2 separate regions of the Rattus norvegicus genome follow, and region 2 is linked to region 1. The links are chromatin contacts, called in public Hi-C maps. All regions are on one chromosome and are shown on one strand. The core of a region is the stretch at or near the end of the contact, and the rest is flanking DNA. Distances in the headings are between cores, read along the strand shown.

The links. Hi-C and Micro-C count contacts between places; a contact is called where the count stands out from the background.
Region 2: a contact with region 1 is called in a Hi-C map of liver, with 4 times the contacts expected there. The contact joins the enhancer-like site here to the promoter of Nrip1 in region 1. A contact is called at or near these places in 5 of 12 Hi-C or Micro-C datasets (Schwann cells, kidney and liver).

Annotation. Positions count from the first base shown.
Region 1 is chr11:28,464,263-28,469,335 of GRCr8, reverse strand. Nrip1 (nuclear receptor interacting protein 1) reads left to right here and starts at 2,924. Exons shown (of 4, transcript NM_001100560.2): 1 at 2,924-3,101.
Region 2 is chr11:28,543,745-28,548,584 of GRCr8, reverse strand. No RefSeq gene overlaps it. Among named protein-coding and RNA genes, the nearest start is that of Nrip1, 80 kb to the right of the region's middle. Within about 2 kb of position 3,499, at least 10 of the 93 cell types and tissues checked have an H3K27ac peak or open chromatin away from gene starts, as enhancers often do. A contact at or near this core is called in Schwann cells, kidney and liver, where this site is marked.

The DNA.
Region 1 (5,073 bases), core at 1,675-4,174:
ACTGTGTGTATGCGTGTGGATGTGTGTGCTCTGCACACGTGTAGAGTTCAGAGGACAACTTTATGGAGTGTGTTCCAACGGTGAGATTCAGGTACACAGGTTTGTGTGCTAAGTGCTTTAAGCCCTGAGCCATCTTACTGGCTCAGTACTGCTCTTCTATTTAATAGAAATAATAAATACAAAATGATCTTTGCACAATTAGCAATTCTACATGAGGTATGTTTAATTTAACACAAGCATATTATCAAGAAGAGTCCAGGATTTTACTTATTATGTTGGGTGGGGGAGGTCAGCTTTGGTACACCATTTAATGTATAGCTGTTGGAGTTTTAGCAATGATATTTGGCAAGCAGAACAAGATTTAGCTTACTGGGCGATCTTGGAGATCTAAAACTTCTTTTAAAAGTGAGAAAAATGTTTTACAAAGTAACGTTAGAGTAGGTTCAAATATTTGTCCCCAAGTCTGTTGCTGTGGTCCTCTGTGGGAGCTTCACTCTCCTACATGCAATTTATTACTTAGTTTAACTTTATATTAATTGCGACAGGCTATCTGAACCAGAGAAGAAACTGCCAATCAGAAGAGAAGAAAATGTTTGCCTATTGGTAAGTGAAGCTTGAAATGTCTTCAGTATATGTGCGTGCGTGCGTGCGTGTGTGTGTGTGCAGGGGCCTGAACCCATTGCCTTACACATACTAGCCAAGTATGCTTTATCTCTTTGCCTCATCCCTATCTTAGTTTTACAAAATTGGGTCTGGTTTTGGAACTTCATTGTCCTTGAACTTGCTAAAAAGTCCTAGATGACCTCCAACTTCCCACTTCCCGTCTCAGCCTCCCAGTTGATTACAGCCTTGTACCACTGTGGCTAACTGGACGCATTTGTTGAATCTGCTATAATCTACCACAAAGATGACTTTTAACAAAACTGACATTGGGTTTTCAAAACAAAACCAACAACAACCAGGCCCAATAAAATGAGATACATTTAGAATGTCTTTGTATAATATTAAAAAAAATTTGAAGAGCTAAGTTACAATCATTCTGGTCATTTAATTTGTAATCATTTGCTTTGTGTCAATCCGGGATATATGCTGTCCAAAAGATAATGGTGCCTGGGACAAGTGCTGCCTTTACTAGTTTGCTTTAAGCAGATTTTGAACAGTGGGAAATGCACGTGCTATGCTGTTACATGAGATTTACACATTAGATGAAAACAGATTGCAGAGGTGAATCTCTAGGAGAAGAGAGAGTATTTTAATATGTACTATCAGCATTAAGCAAAAATACTTCTAGCATGCGCTCAGGACTGAGCTAGGGTATAGCTTTATGAAGAATTAATTTGAAAAATTGCCTTTACTTTAAAGATTGGGAACATACTCCAGACCCTGCTCATTTGAAAAATCGGAAAAATAGCTATAGAGCTATTATATAACAGTAAAGAACACAGTGGGGTCCCTTGGATAATTTTTGGTTTCGGTGTACATCAATAACTGCTTCCGAAGGCTACCGAAATTCCTAAGAATATGAAAACGTGTGTATGAGAGTAGACAGCTTCATCCACAAAATTGTCTTAGTCAGTAAGTATTTTAACACAGGCATAGCACTTCAGAGTTTAGGGTGAACCAAAGATGTACTTTAGAGTGGTTTTTTTGTTTTTTTTGTTTTTGTTTTTGTTTTTTTTTATGTCAAGCGAAAACAACTTCTGCAAATGATTCTTTTCATGGCAAGATGCTAGAGTCAAAAACAAACGTGACATCTGGGGTAGGGGGAGCGTTAAAAGGAGGCTTCACAAGTAACATATGAAGGGAGTAGAGAGAATAGGATTTTAAAGCAGAAAACACAAGGAGAGGAAGAGATCACGGTTTCGTCTTTTTCTCTCCTCCCTCCACTTTCTAGCCTCACCAATCTGTTAGCCCCCCTCAAATTCAGAGGCGGGTTCAGCAAGACCAGGCTGCAGGAAACCCAGGTTTCGCTGCACTGCCACCCTGGCTCCGTGATGTAATTGTTATTTATTGAGACTCTGAACCCAGCAGAGCTGCTTAAAGAAGTGCCAGCCCATCTTCTAGTCCTGTTGGGTCAGATCCTTCCTGGGGGTGGTGCAGATTGGCGGGCAGACCCTACTGGAGACTTCGCAGTGACAAAGCAGCAGAAGATAAACCAGGTTCCTGGGTCCTGCGTCCGTCTAGGGAGCTGAGCTGTGCACTCCTCAGGTCTCCTTCCCAGTTTTCCGCTTGCAATCATGCCATATTTATTACTGGGTCCTACTAGGTGCTGAGGATGGGGTCAAAATGACCTAGAGTTATAGCGCCGTGGCTTCCGGAATTTAAGCGGGACACAGATTTCAAGGAGGTGGAAAATTGAGGGTGGGTAAAGGGCTCCAAGAGAACGCGTATTTGTGGGTTGAAACGGGAGAAAGGGAGACATTTAAGGTGCCAGCCCTTAGGTGGGGAACCTGGGGTAGGGTTAAGGCGCCCCGACTCCCCTTTGGTGCCCCCAGCGTTTGCCCCCGCAAGGGTGACATGGGCTATCGCCTGGCCCCTAGCGGGGAATCTGTCCAGGCGGCTGGCTGGACGCGGCTGGGAAGCCAGGGCGCCGGCTCGGGGAGCAAAGCACCCCCCTTCTCCGGTTCAACCGCGTCCTCCCTCTGCCTTCAAGGCCGCTCAGACCCGGACCCCCACCCGGAGCACCGGCGAGAAGGCCTGCAGACGCCGGGTGGGCTCCCGGGCTCCGGCAAGCCGCCGGGTGCGCGCTCCGCCCGGGTGACAATGGGAGGGAGGGGCAGAAAAGGGTTAAGAAACTTGGCTGAAGAGCTGAATGGCGTGGAGCAGCGAGGGGAGGGACCCGGCCGCCGCGAAGTCGGCGGCGGAGGGAGGAGCGCGGCTGCGGCGGGCGGGCGGCGAGCGAGGCGCTCAAAGTCAGCCTCGCAGACATTGCAGCAGAGCCCCGAACTCGGGAGGCGACGGCGACCGCGGCGCAGGCGGAGGACGAGCCGGCCCCAGCCCGCCGGTGCGCAGCGCCCGTGGCCTCGCGCGGCCGCAGGGCACGGCTAACCTGGGAAGGAGGGAGCGACGCGGATCGGCGGCCCGGAGCCGCGGCGGCCTCGGTGAGTGGCGATCGCGGCCCGGGCTCCGTGCGGAGCTCGCTGAGCGGACGCCGAGCCGCCCGGGCACGGCCTGGGTGCGCGGCCCGTGGAGGCGGCGGAGGCCGGGGGAGGCCCGCGGGGGGCTCCAGGGACACGGATCCCGGGGACAGCGCGCCGCCGCGCCCCTCTCCGGCTCTCCCCGGGAACTCGCGGGCCCGGCCGGCGCAGCCGCCAAGTTGTGGAGTTCCCAGCCGCGGGCTCGTCCGTGCCAGCCTTGGCGCGAGGGGCGCAGCCGCCCTGGGTGTAATGCGCCGGGACCCACGCGGGTGGCCGGATCGCGGGGCCCGGGTCGAGCTCGCCCGCCCGCCCGGCTGCCCCCGTTGGCCCCGAGCCCCGGGCGCTGGCTGCAGCCCCGCTCGGTCCTGCCGCCCAGCGGTGCTCGCGGTGGCGCCCGCGCAGCTCCCCGCCTATCGCCGGTTTCTCCCTTGCGCGGTGCTCGCCGATTCCCGGCCGGGAAAAGTGACTCGGAGAAGGGACAGCGCTGAGCCCCAGGCCCGGCCTGCTGGGCACGAGCTCCCCGCCTGCCGAGGAGGGCGAGGCCCCTTGCACCCGAGGCCTCAGCCCAGTTCCCCCAGCATCCGAGAGGGGTTCACTCGGGTGAGCCTGGTGAAGTCCTGAGAGACTGCTCTTCTCTCTGGTGCCACTGTCCTCCTTACTACTATTGTTGCTAGAAGAAACCCTCTTCCGCGGAAACATTCCCCTAGACCCTCCCATCCTTCCCAAAGTAGTTTCCAAATTTTAATCAGGAGTTGATATTCAGACGGAAGGAACAAAGGAATCCACTGTGTTTAAAAGGCGGACAGGCAGTGAGTCTGACACATGTTGATCTCTGAGGCATTCCACGAGTTTCTACCTTCCATCATGTCAGAAATTTAATTGGATTCTGGCGGTCGCAAACGAAGTATGAAACGTTAGGTAATTTTACGTTAAAATACTTTACTTTTTTAAATTAATGGATCATTTTAGTTAGAGGGAAGTCCGGACATTGTTAGGTGCAAGAACTTTTAACTCTTTTTTTTTTGATGGCACCAGGCTGGAGTTTGTCTGCTCTTGTAACTGATTGTGACACTGAGCGAAAACAGTGTTTTTAGAGAAAGAGAGACAGTCTAAAAGTAAAACAAGATTGGAGTGTCTGTGTGTCTGTCTGTCTGTGTGTATGCTTAAACGATGTGTAGTCTATCTCTTGGGTTTTGTAAAGCAGGGACTTCGGTAATTCATTCTTTAGAGTTATGAATTACATTGAACCCGCTTATTAGTGAATCATGGGTTTAGCAAGTGGGCGGCATCTTCCAGATGCAATTATCCAGTGTTTAATCATCAGGTTGCCACCTTTGTCTAAGAGACGGAGTCGACTTTTTAAGCAAACGGTGGGTGCTTCACATGCATGGCCCCTAAGAGTGGCTGCAGCCTGGGAAAATGTTGAAATCTTCCCCTTCCAAGTGAGTTGCCCTGGTTTGGCCCAGCAGTTTGTCCATAGGGTTTAATTGATCCAACAGGAACTTTCTGTGTAGGACTTAGTAGAGACAAAGGAGAGTCAGTCATGCCGCAGGCAATACCTGCAAACTGGAGCCTCACCCCAGCCTGTTCTATACTGTACTGGGAAGACTCCACACTTAAAGTACAAGGAGCGAGAAGAAAATATCCTTAAAAAGTATACTTCAAAACTCTAAGGAGGGCTTCGGTTGCTGCTTATATACAGGTAGTTGAAAACCAGCTTTCATGCCTACGAGAAGACTTAGAAATCTGAGTTTCCAAACTTTGCAGAACTTGGATTTTTGTAATTGAGATACCTGAAAATAATTGTGGGTTAGCAATGGAGAAATGTTTGTGGATGAGGCCAGGGCTCCTCTGACTCCTCCAGTTTTAAGAGCAAAACGTTGTGATTAAAAAAATAACCTATACCACCACCTAGAGTCTGTTTGTTAGTTTATTG
Region 2 (4,840 bases), core at 2,250-4,749, 79 kb before region 1:
AAAAGCACTTAGCAGGAAAACCTATGACCAGACTGAAAGCCACAAAACTCACAGTAGAGGGCAAGAACTGACTTCCAAAATTGTACTACGACCTCACAATGCACACAGTAACATGTACACCTACGTGTTCGGAATAGTACACCTACACTCACACATATTGTGCTCTCAAACATTCTTTCTCTCACATACACACACATTCACAATCACTACAATAATAATAATTTTTTAAATGTCAGGTTGCCAATAGTAACCTGCAGTCACTTGTTTGTAACCTCTTGCACATTTTTAGGGTAAGAAACACATTAACAGGTTTTTTTCCATTTGCTCTCTATTTTGCAACTCATTGCTAGTATTAACCTTAGAGAAAGATAACGTTGGAGAATAGGGATCTGAGTGGCTATGATTTTGACCCAGCAAGAGATAATAGAGATACCAGCTCAGGCGTCATTAATATACACAGACTCTGATTTTAGACTATGACAGAAATATTTCGGCAATCTCTACAGGAAAGAGAATTGAAGAGACAAGCTGGATGTGGAGACAAACCTCAGAGGGCTGGTGATGTTTCTGGTTTACAGTGTGTTAGTGAAGCTGTTATTAGAGATAACATGAGCATCTCTATCGTGGGAGAATGAGGCACACAGTATCATGTCTAAGTAAGGAAAAAAGCAGGGTTTCAGGAGCAGATACAGTGTCTCTGGGTTATAAAATTGGACACCATGAGAAGAAAATCAACATCTGGGAAAGGAAGAGAGAGGGGGAGGAGAGGGAGAGGGAGAGGGAGAGGGAGAGGGAGAGGGAGAGGGAGAGGGAGAGGGAGAGGGAGAGGGGGAGGGAAGGAGGGGGAAGGGAGGGAGGCAGGGAAGGAGGAAGGGAGAGGAAGGGAGGAAGGGAGGAAGGGAGGAAGGGAGGAAGGGGAAGAAAGTTGCAGCCAAATGCCTTGATTAGGGCATCCTTTTTTTCAAAGTCCAGGCAAGAGCTACCCTCACACTCCAGCATGTATTTCAGGGATGAGAAAAGGCATGTTCTTGTGTAGGTGGTTCAGAGAACAGAGGTCAGTGCACGGTAAGTTAAGCATACGTCTTGTTCAGTTTGTTCAGGCCTCCCTCTCCATCACCCGGGATGAAGGACAGTAGTTCACACCACCCACAGCTCCGCACTTGTTTCTTGCCTCTCCTCATCAGCTATTTACAGTCGCTGGTCTTGGTTTCTAGCCGCCATGGCCCTGGTCTGAAGTACCAGCCATCTCTCAGAGACTCCCTTCCTTCTCTCTATTAAAGCTCTGAAACAAAAATCCTGTTGCCTGCTTTTCTAAGAATATGGTTCTTTCCTCTCCTGGCCAAAATATCCCAACGTCTGTGTGGATTTCCGGTTCTCTGAACTCTTACCTGACATGCTCTCTCCGGTCACATTTCCCCAGTTCATGTCCTTGCTTTCTTTTCAGGCTGTGTGGCTTCAGACAAGTGTCTTAACCACCCTGAGTTTGAGTGTGGTTATCTATGAAATGGAGACAGCATTGACCCCTCCTGATGTCATTGTGTGGATTAAAGGCTTTCACCTAGATCTCTGACACTCAGTCACGACTCTTGCTCTTACCTACCCATGTGCATATGACATGTGGCTCTGCTGTCACTAGTTATATGCATTGTCACCTTTTCCTTCTACTATAGCCCAAGCATTATGAGGACAAAGACCAGGATGTGGATGAATTTATATACATGCTTTCTTGATGGCACACGGGGTAGTCCAAGTAATAACTAGGACCTGACATTTATACTGACAAATATACACATATACAAATATACACACAAATATAAATGGTATTGTATATGTCATGTACATATGTGTGTCTGTGAACATCATTAACTAAAAACTCAGTAACTGAAATATGTCTTTCTCATTTGTAAATATACACATATATACCTATCATAGGAATGAAACCTATTGATGATTTTCAAACCATACCCTAATAAAAACAAAAATATGGAATGAAAGAAATCTTTTCCCAAGTGGAAAACAAGTAGAATTTTAGATTCTAAGCCCTGTGGGAGACTGGGGTGTCAACCCATGGGTATGACTCCTTTTTGAGGTAAAATATTAATCCAGTCTATCACTGGAAAGAGCAGCGCCCTATTCGACCCACTGGGCAGCTAAGCTAAAATCTTGCCCTCCCAGCACCTGTGGCCAGGAGATGGAGCATGAATCACAAGGGCCTGGCGAGAGGCCAGTGTGGAGTCACGCCGGTTCTCTGAACTCTTACCTGACATGCTCTCTCCCGTCACATTTCCCCAGTAGCCTGCCTCTCATGTTTTATTTTAACTCAGCCCACTGTCATAAAATTGAACAGTGAATAAGAACTGCATTAATTTTAAGAAAGTTGGTGTCAAGACAGCAGAGGCTAAGGAAGGACGAGGGAGAGGATGGATAAAGAAGTCGGTCGGGTGGTTCCTGCTTCCTGCTGTATTAACACGGCTCCCCGGCTGGTTGCTAAGTTCTCTGTTTCTTCACCTGCAAAATGGGAATAGGGATTAATGTTTCACCAACTTTCTGAAACTCTTCCAAGGATCAGGGCAACTCACGGAAAGTATTCGACGGAGCATTTCTCTGGAGTTCTTCAGAGGATGGCCATAAACAACGACGGCTCTAATAAACGAGCGTTCATCTACTGTCATCGATGGAAAAATTAGCTCTTGTTTTGATTCTTGCGACTTTCATAGAATATGTTTTGATTTTCCTTTCTTTCTTCCAACTCTTCCCATCTCTTCCCCCATCTCTCTGTCCATCCAGCTTCATATTCTTTCTAAATATGAAGTCCAATTTGTGTTGGCCAACTACGCCCCTTCCCCCCTCCCCGTGCAGGCCCTGCCCTGGAGTGTGGTTGATACGCCCAGGATCCATGCACTAAAGAAACTGGTTTTTCTTCTCCACACAGTTAACAGTTGCAAGTAACTTCGAGGTTGGGGGAGGGGTGGGGGTGGGGGATAGGAATGGTGGGGGTAGGGGGTGGGATTTCCTGCCCACTTCCCATTCTCCATGTTGGGATTTTGTCAGGTTTGAATTTGTGCACTCTGTCAGTCTCTGAGAGTTCATATCTTAGTTGAATTTTAAAGAACTAATCTAGCATTTACGGGACTGTACATGATTAAAGAATGAATTATTTGAGCCATTTTGAAATTATTCAGGCAAGTCCTTAACTTCAAAGGACCTCCAGTTTATACATCCACTTGGAACATAGTTCTTCCTTAGAAATAGATTTTCTTATCCTTTCACGTGCCCGTATATCCTCAAGAGACTACTGTTAGAGACCATTTAAGCTTCCTTTTAAAGAACAAACACAAGAAGCCAGGAAAAATAATCTGTCAGTTGCTTGTAATAATCGTCTTAAATGAGCAGTATTGTGGCTTACGGAAAAACTGGCCCAAGCTAGACAAAAGGCAGCCAGCCGAGCCACAGACGCTGAACTCTGACCCCTGGCTGGACCTTGCACTGGGCAGCCTAGTAACAGGAAGGCAACAAGACACACTTTGAACCAGAGGTTCTAAGGCTGCTGTGGGGTTAGAGTGAGGGTGACAGCTTCACTTTGCAGTCTGAACTTTGTACCTAGACACAGGGGCATTTAATCTCCATAACAGCCACTTTGTTTCATTACTTATTAACAGATCCTCCTTGAGTGAAGCTCTTTGATAGGGGAGCTTTAAAAACCGATCCCTCTCTCCTCTTTATTACTGCTGTGGGGGTGGGCATCTGTGCCTATTGGTGCTTATTTGAACCCCTTCCTTCATGAGCTTGCCTTTCTGTGGGAAGGGCTTCTCTTCAAAACTGGCCCTTGTTGAGGCAAAGCAGTGCCTATGTTTGCCCTAAGAGAAAGGAACGAAAAAGGCTGGGCTATGTGTCGTTAAATGTCACACAAGGAAATGCCTGCTGCCACCCCACCTCTCCCCACCAAGTCAGCTGTTCCGTTTTTTGTTCCTCTTGCTAATTCTCTTTCCCATCCCCCTCTCCCCCTCTTCTCCTGACTTCTTTCTTTGCATCCAGCCTTACAGTGACATCAGAGTCAACAGTAGTGACCCCTGGACCCGTCCATCACTCTCCAGGCTGAAATAACCTAGACAGGTTTCTTTGCAATTGGGAGTCAAAGCAATTTAAGGACACATTCAAGCATTCTCCTTCTCAAATAAACACACTGTCCTTAGATGTCCAGTAACTGATCCTCCGTGTGTCTGAAAGTTTAGTTATTTAAAGAAAGTGGCAAGATTCTAGAAAAGAGAACCCGTAAAACAGTATTAGCATTCATGGAAATTCCGAGTTCAACTCGTAAGCCAGTGCCAGTTAAACCACTGTTCGAATTACTAAATCATGTTCCATATCGATTAGTAAATATGCTTTGTCTTCTGGACCCCATGAAGTCATGAGTATTTAGTAATTAACAAAGACCAAATGAACTCCCCCTGAAGCTTCCCTTGAGAGTCTGGGACCACCAAGGATTTAACCTTGCAATGCTCAGCACTATGTGTTTAAGGAGTAGTCGAAATTAGTTCAGAGGCTAATTCATCCTCTTCTCATTTTCTACCCTGTTTTAAAAAATGCCCCCATGTCTAGCTCTCATTCAACAAGGGGTCAGCTCTGGAGCCACCCTCTGTCTGGGCACCATGCCGCAATCCTTTGATTCTCCCTCCGCCTTCCGTAATCCCAGGCACAGGAAAACCTCCAGGCTCGCCCCACCGAGTGGCTTAATGCTAAAGATGCTAACACTGTTTCTCTTACTTTTCTTCCGTTTGCCCTTTTCTTAACTTTCTCAATGACATACTTTCCAAACTCATTGTTGGTGCCCAAAGATACA